Regions from separate parts of the Gossypium hirsutum genome. Here region 2 is linked to region 1. A link is a contact called in public Hi-C data. All regions are on one chromosome and are shown on one strand. The core of a region is the stretch at or near the end of the contact, and the rest is flanking DNA. Distances in the headings are between cores, read along the strand shown. Region 1 has its middle 95 kb from the start of LOC121214256. Region 2 holds the start of LOC107894617 (histidine--tRNA ligase, chloroplastic/mitochondrial).

Evidence for each region. A called contact is a pair of places that touch in the nucleus more often than the background predicts.
Region 2: a contact with region 1 is called in a Hi-C map of leaf, with 2.7 times the contacts expected there. The contact joins the promoter of LOC107894617 here to the enhancer-like site in region 1. A contact is called at or near these places in 5 of 34 Hi-C or Micro-C datasets (callus and leaf).

Annotation. Positions count from the first base shown.
Region 1 is chrA01:63,326,444-63,330,371 of Gossypium_hirsutum_v2.1, forward strand. No RefSeq gene overlaps it. Among protein-coding and RNA genes, the nearest start is that of LOC121214256, 95 kb to the left of the region's middle. Within about 2 kb of position 2,133, at least 8 of the 9 cell types and tissues checked have an H3K27ac peak or open chromatin away from gene starts, as enhancers often do. A contact at or near this core is called in leaf, where this site is marked.
Region 2 is chrA01:63,792,067-63,795,953 of Gossypium_hirsutum_v2.1, forward strand. It overlaps LOC107894617 (histidine--tRNA ligase, chloroplastic/mitochondrial), which reads left to right and starts at 2,464. Exons shown (of 11, transcript XM_041099576.1): 1 at 2,464-3,025; 2 at 3,104-3,199; 3 at 3,562-3,650; 4 at 3,820-3,887. The coding sequence starts at 2,687.

The DNA of each region.
Region 1 (3,928 bases), core at 883-3,382:
TTAAACGATAGGATGAATCAGTTTAAAGGTAGACAACGTTACATATTAACAGATGAATAAACATAACAACTAAAAATGAAAGAAACGAGTACTATTGTCATCTCATTGTCGGTGGTTCACATGGTACGCAACATACAACATGCCTGAAGCATTTAATTACAATTCTTTTGTAATTGGAACAACAGAGATCACAGGTCCACATATCTCACCCATCCTATCTTCCGAAGGTTAGGATATTCAATGTGTTTTTTTATTGCTTTTAAAAATCACGATAAAAATATTTTTTTGAATATTTTGATTTAATATTTAAGTATTTAATATCACTTGTATAAAATGTTTTTAAGAATTAAAATATTTATTTTACATATTATGTTATGAAATAAAAATATAGATTTAAATAATATTTAAATTCTTTAATATGAAGATATTTTAATAATAATATAAAAATAAATTTATTATTAATATTTTGATAAAAAATATAAATTTTAAATATTTTTAAGTAATTAATATTAGTTATTTGTAAAATTTAATTTCAATATATAAAATATATTTTAAGTATTAAAATATAACCATTACAAATTTAAATATATAATATTATATATTTAAAATAAATATCAGTAGGGAAATAATTGCATACTCAACATCAATATTACATAAAATATATTATATTATAAATAAGAACATGTCATATGACTCCAAAAATGATTTACCCAAACACAAAAGTTAAAAAAAAGCTTTTGGCCCTGTTTGGTAATTGGCTAATAGTTGATTGCAATTGTTGGTTTGACCAATTGATTCTATTAACTGATTTGATTAACTGATTTTATTATCTGTTTATTTAAAATTGTTTGGTAAAACTTAACTAATAGCCGAAAGTTGATATGTGTAAAATAACAAATAAGGGCATGACATATTTTATTGTTAAGTATTTATTTGTTTATAATACTAAGTCTTTAATGGGTGAAATTATTGAAATAAAACACTATTATCAAGGAATTAAAACATCCATTATGGAAATTAATTAGTGAATTTTTTTAAATTTACTTGGGACTTTTAAGATGAAAGTGAAAATGGGAAAATGGAGGCTACATTGGGTCTGAGAACATGTGACAAAAGGAGTAATTTTTTAGTAAACATAATTAGATATGTCATTCCACATACAGGGGCAAAGCCAAGGGGTTAGCATGGGCTCCGACACCCCCTAAAATATAAAATTATATTTTAAGCCCTTAAAATTTTTAAAAAATTTTAAATTAGTAAAGATAAAATTGCACTTTGCCCCCTAAAATTATAAAAATTCGATTTAATCTTTTACAAATTATAAAAATATAAACTATAAAAAATTAAAATTTCATCTGGCCCCTCCTAAAAAATTTTTCAGGCTTCGCCCCTTTCCACATATGTTATTCTCAATCAGTCGTGATAAAAGTTGTCATCCGAGTGTTTTTTATTTTAGAGATTTTAGCTCAACAAACTCTTGCAAACCCCTATTTACTAAACACTACAATTAAAAGATTTGATTAGTCAATCATCTATTTATATTCAAATCAACTAAAAAAATTCAAAACTTTATTTACGAAACACTCTTTTTTATCTTTGAGTTCGAAAATTTGCTTATCACGCTGCAAACATTTTTTACTTTAAAAGCACTTAAAAAGAAATCCAAAACTTAATCCAAGTTCTAAATAGCGTTTTTCTACTTTGGTAAATAACTTTAATTATTGTTTAAATATGTGCTGGGTTACTTCAATCCAGTTAAGTTTAAATTTTAATCATCATTTTAAAATTGGTACAGACGAATAGTGATAATAAGGGTTAGGCTTGAGTTTTAATATTGAAATCCTTTTCACCAAAACAAAAATATTGAAAGCTGGAGTAGACCCGTTTTCTTATTTTATAATATATTATTTTGTTAAAAAAATTTTAATTAAAGATTCGACTTGATTTATTAGCAAAAAGAAATAATACATAGAACAGAATTAGACTGAAGTCCATTAACAAGATACTAATTAAAAGAATAACTAAAAAACAAAAGCCTACTAAATAAAATCAGGCCTAAAACTTACGGAACTGGCCCAATTTGTTTAATTTCAACTAAATCAAAACAGAAAATCAAATCTTATCCTATACTAGTCAAATCGACAGCTGGATACCAATAGACTCTGTCTTTTCACATTACCGACCCAACCATTAATGATAGCAAGTTTTCAAATATGAATTTTAATTTTTTCTGCTACCTCTTCTCAAAAGCCTTTATCTTCCTTTCATTCAATCCGGATGCCTTGGCCGGAAATTCTCCAGTGCTTGATGAACACATTCTCTCCTCTTTATGGCCTCCTTCGTGATAACATGGGCGTATATTCTCTATTTTGGGGACAAAATGAAACTCAATCTCCTGAAATCTATCTTTTTTGCTTTGTATGTCTCTAATAATTGCTCCATAACCGATTTATCTATATCAGTACTTTGGCATTTCTTTATAATAGTTTTTGAATCTCCAACTACTTCCATTTTGTTAAAACCCATAAAAATTCCTAAAATCACTTCCTGTAACCCTGCATGTGCCTCTACCGTGAATGGAGTTACTATCTCGGAGTGAATAACCGTCTTTAATGCTAGGATCTCCCCCACCTCATTTCGTACAATCAGGCCCTTAGTCGATCTAGAAGATTGATGGTCAAAGGCTGCGTCAAAATGAACTGTGACCCTTTCTCTTTGATCATCCTGTTGTATATTTCCATCAGACTGAAGGGTGAGTTTTTTCTCTTTTGTTGCATCCAACTTTGTGATATAACTTCGAACTTGCTTTGCTATTTCTCTTCTTGTCACATTTTTTCTTTCATATAACAAACTATTTCTGTTGAACCAGATTAAATGTAACGCCCCCACGCCTGAAACCGTCGCCGGAGTCGAGCTTGAGGGGTTACCAAACATAATTTACCAAATTAAGAACTTCAAATCATTTGTTTCTACATTCACAGCTTTCTAGCTACCCGCATCACAGTTACAAGAAAAATCATATCTCGAGTTACGAAACTCGAAATAAAGATCTGTAAATTTTCCCTAAATCTAGACTCATATATATATTTACTAATTTTTTTCTAGAATTTTTGGTTGGGCCAATTAGTACAGTTTATTAGTTAAAGTCTCCCCTGTTTCAGGGTTCGACTGCTCTGATCTCTGTGTATTACGAATCAGATATCTCTCTATACAGAATTTCAATTACTATGATATTTGTTTATATTAAAACTAGACTCAATAAGGAATCTGTACATATAAAGAATGACTTCTAATTATTTTTTTATAATTTATTATGAATTTTTAAAGTCATAATAGAGGATCCAGAAATCACTCTGACCCTGTTTCACAAAAGTTTAAATATCTCATAAAATATAATTTATATGCCTCTTTTTTTTCAATCCATATGAAAATAGACTCATTAAGCTTAAATTTCATAACTTTCTCGTCATTTAATTCCATTTATACTATTTTTAGTGATTTTTCAAATTCATGCCATTACTGCAGCAATATTCTGTTTTAAGGCAAATTTAATCTTTTCATGAGTTGTTATGAACTAGATAACCTATTAAACTTCCATGATATCAAACATGATCTAAATTTAACCATCACCATGACTTATCAATATCAAACATTTTCTCAACCAATCATGGCCATATCATAAAATTATTTACACAAAATAAGTATATTGCTATACATGCCATACTTAAGTTTTACAAGCCATTTACCCATATGAAAGTCCTTTGGATAGTGTGATCGAACCTTCGACCCGTCCCGGTTCCCGAGCTGGCTTGTTCAAAACTACAGTAAATAAAGAGGAGGGAGTAAGCATAAATGCTTAGTAAGTTCATATGTAAATAACAAGTAACATAACAACACAAATATACCAAAAAACTTTAGCATGGTATCA
Region 2 (3,887 bases), core at 1,214-3,713, 470 kb after region 1:
AGTGACACACTTGTTTTACTTACAAAAATGCACACTTTAACAAATTCCTTAATAAAATATGTGCCAACTTTTCCTTCTGCTCTAATAAACAAGCCTTTGTTTTAATGTTTGCTAAAGTACCTATCAATTACAATCAAGATCTCACTAAAATAGCCTCATAAAAAGGTTTTATAAATATCCCCCAAAAGTTTAGAACAAATAAAATATCTCCAAGATATATCTTCAAGTCTTATCACACCTCAGTATAATAATCTTACTTTTGCATCTAAGGTCTAAATCTCTCTCCTCTAAAATGGGAAAATTTTGTTTGTAGAACAACATTCTTGTTTTACATACAAAAATGCACACCTTAACAAACTCGTTACTAAATAAAATGTGTTAACTCTCCTTTCCTTTCTAATTAAACAAGCCTCTAATTTATAAGATTTTAAGGCTTGCTAAAGTACCTATGAATTATAATCAAGATGGCACTAAAATAACATCATAAAAAGGCTTTACAGATATTCTCATAAAGTTCAGAATAAATAAAAAATCTCCAAGATGTCTTCAAGTTAGTCAAGTCAATCTTCACAAATTAAAGGATCTGATTTGCTTAATTCGAATTGGTCCAACCTTCAAGGATTTGTTGCTCCACAAGACCAATCTTTAAATATGAGCCAACATACGTCCCTAATATCATCTAAGTCATTACCCAACTATTTTGATTTAAAATACAGTAACTCCAAATAAGGAAAGTTATAAATCATGAACAGTGTCTGGTGTATTTGTAACTTTTTGATGTCACTACTCTCATAACAACTCCAACACAATTACCTCTTTCATAATTGAACAAGGCTTCCATATTTAGATCACAAAACTAAATTTATAAAGTAAACTTTAATTCATCTTGATCTACCTAAATCTCAACAAATTAATTACCCTTAATATAAAGATACAAAGGATTGAGATAAATCTTCATAAAATCAACCTATATTTTCTTGGATTGTAAATCTCATTATATAAGGTAAGTAGCTCACATCAGGACCCATGAAAGTTAATATTGTTTGGTCCAATCTTTTCTCCAATTATAATCATAAGTTTGGTTGGACAAAATCTTAAAACAAATCAAACAAACAAAATACTTTTGTCCAACATGCCAATAAATAAAGAAAGTTATGAAACATTAGCAGATACAACTGTAACTGTTGTCATAACTGCTCTCAAAACTACCTTAACAGTAAATAAATTTCTTAATTAGATTTTGGATTTGTCGTAAAGGTTAAGACCTTAAAACACTGTGCACCCAAGTTCAAATTAGAAATAAAAAAAGATAAAAATTATTTAAGTAATGTTTTTTTTAGAAAAGAATAATTATTGATAAAGTAATAAAAATTATAAATAATTTTGTTAATTAGATTTTGATTGTGCTAGTAAGATTGAGATTTTAAAATTTTGTGCACTTAAGTTCAAATTATTAGATGAGTGATTTTATTTTATTTTTAAAATAAAATAAAATTACTAATATAACTTTTATAATATATGAATTTTATTTTAAAAGTTTGAACCACAGTTATTTGATAATTTTCCAATTGAGTTGAAGTCTAGTAGATTTTGTAACATCAATTCAGTCAAGACTTAAATAATAGGATACATTTGCATGTTATATATAGTATTTTAATAAATAAAAAATTTATTAAAAAATTAAAAAATACAAAAATGTTCAGATTTGAGATTTAGGGTGTGTTTGATAAACTAAAAATTAAAGTGCTAAAAAATTAAGTATTGAATTTTTATTACTAAATTTTGTATGTGCTAAATTTATATTAAAAAATTGTTTGGTAAATTAGTAAATATAAGTACTAAATATAATTATATTTTTTGAAAAAAGTAAATATTGATTTTAAAAGATTGTTTATCTTTTAGATTTTTTGATACAATTTATTTCTTTAATTTTAATCTTATTCATATAATATTTTAAATTACTTTGGATAGTTTTGGATATAGGATACATATTGTAATTTGAATATATCATTTTTTCTTTTAAAAAAAGATAATTTATTTTAATTTCTAATAAAAATAAAAGTAACTTAATACTTTCTATATTAAGTGATAAGTAGCTACCAACCTACTTATTTTATTCAACACTTTTTTGTTAAAAATTTTATACTATGTGAAAAATTTAAATGTTTAAAATATCAAATATTAAAAATTTTCATTTTCAATCAAATGAAAAGTTCCTATTATTTATCAAACACACTCTTAATTCTATAATTTAATTTAATATAATTCGATACTTTTATTTTTATAGTGCAATTAGTTATTTCAAATGACTAGCAAATTTTTCTTATTGGTTTCATCATAAAAGAAATCCATGCTACATAATGAGGTGAAAAGATTGTTCTTTAAGGGTGTTAACTATTTATACAAATGAATATCATTATAAAAAATATATGATATTAAATTAAAATACATAGATTAAATCTCAATTTCATCATCATAGAAAGATAAAAGTTAGATTTAGAAATTGAGTTATAAAGAAACCAATAACTCAAATAATAAGAACCCAATTCTCTCCCTTAATTGGGCCAAGTAAAGGGCGTATAATTAAAAAAAAAAAACCCGATAGGTGCCAAGAGCCTAATAATGATACTACGCTATCTGCAACTGCAACAGAGCGGCTTAGGAGCGGTTAAAGATTTTGCCGCAAATGTCTCCGCTTTCTTCTTCGCTACTGAATCCGCGCCTCAGCTTTTCGCTAAAACCTCTCTTCCTTTTCTCTCAATCATCTTTCGCACCACGGAAATTTCAAATCCCCAGGCAATTTGTCTCCGCTAAACGTAAAACCTTCTCTGACTTAGCTTCGGAGCAGTCATCTGCAACCGACAATGGTGGCAGGAGCGGCAGAGGAGGAAGGTCCGGCGCTCTATCTCCATCTCCAGTTGTGGAGGAGGTTCAGAGGATCGACGTGAATCCACCTAAAGGGACTCGAGACTTCCCCCCTGAAGATATGCGACTCCGTACTTGGCTATTTAACCATTTCAGAGAGGTTAGTTTCCAATTCTGTGAAATGCTAGCTCCGTCTTGAATTAATTTATTTTATTTATGATTTCTTGTGTTATTGAAGGTTTCGCGGTTGTTTGGATTCGAAGAGGTTGATTATCCTGTGCTAGAATCAGAGGCTCTGTTTATTAGAAAGGCAGGGGAGGAGATTAGAGATCAGGTTTGCTCTGTTTTATTACATAGTGTTTGATTACGAAACATGATTTGGTTTGCAGTTAAATTCAAATGAAGCGAAAGATAACGTTCTAATGTAGTATAAATGACACCAAATCTTCATTAAAAGTTGAATTTATTTGAGCGGAGGGCACTTATAGTACTTGTAGAAATAAGATGATTATTATGTTAACTGGACACGCTTTCTTTATAGAAGGATTAGTGACTGGATATTTGACAGCATGAGAGCAAAAGTATTGAGAGTATTTACAATATGAATGCTTGATATTTGCCAGTGTTTTGTTTACATTTATTTTGTTTTAGACTAAGTTCTCAATGACTGTTGCAGTTTTCCATTTCTATGTGCAGTTGTATTGTTTTGAAGATCGGGGAAACCGCCGTGTTGCATTGAGGCCTGAGCTCACGCCTTCTCTAGCAAGGCTGGTGATACAGAAAGGGTATGAAGAACTTTTGTTCCACTTAATTTTGCTTCTCATTTTTTTATTAATTTCAAAGATTGATATTTTGTACTGGAAAAAATATTTGGGTATTTATTTATCTATTTTGGTATTAGTTTTGTATCCAGGTACATATTCCAGTATTTGATCCTTTTTTTTTTTGGTTCAGAAAATCTTTATCCCTCCCATTGAAGTGGTTTGCCATTGGTCAGTGTTGGAGGTATGAGAGAATGACAA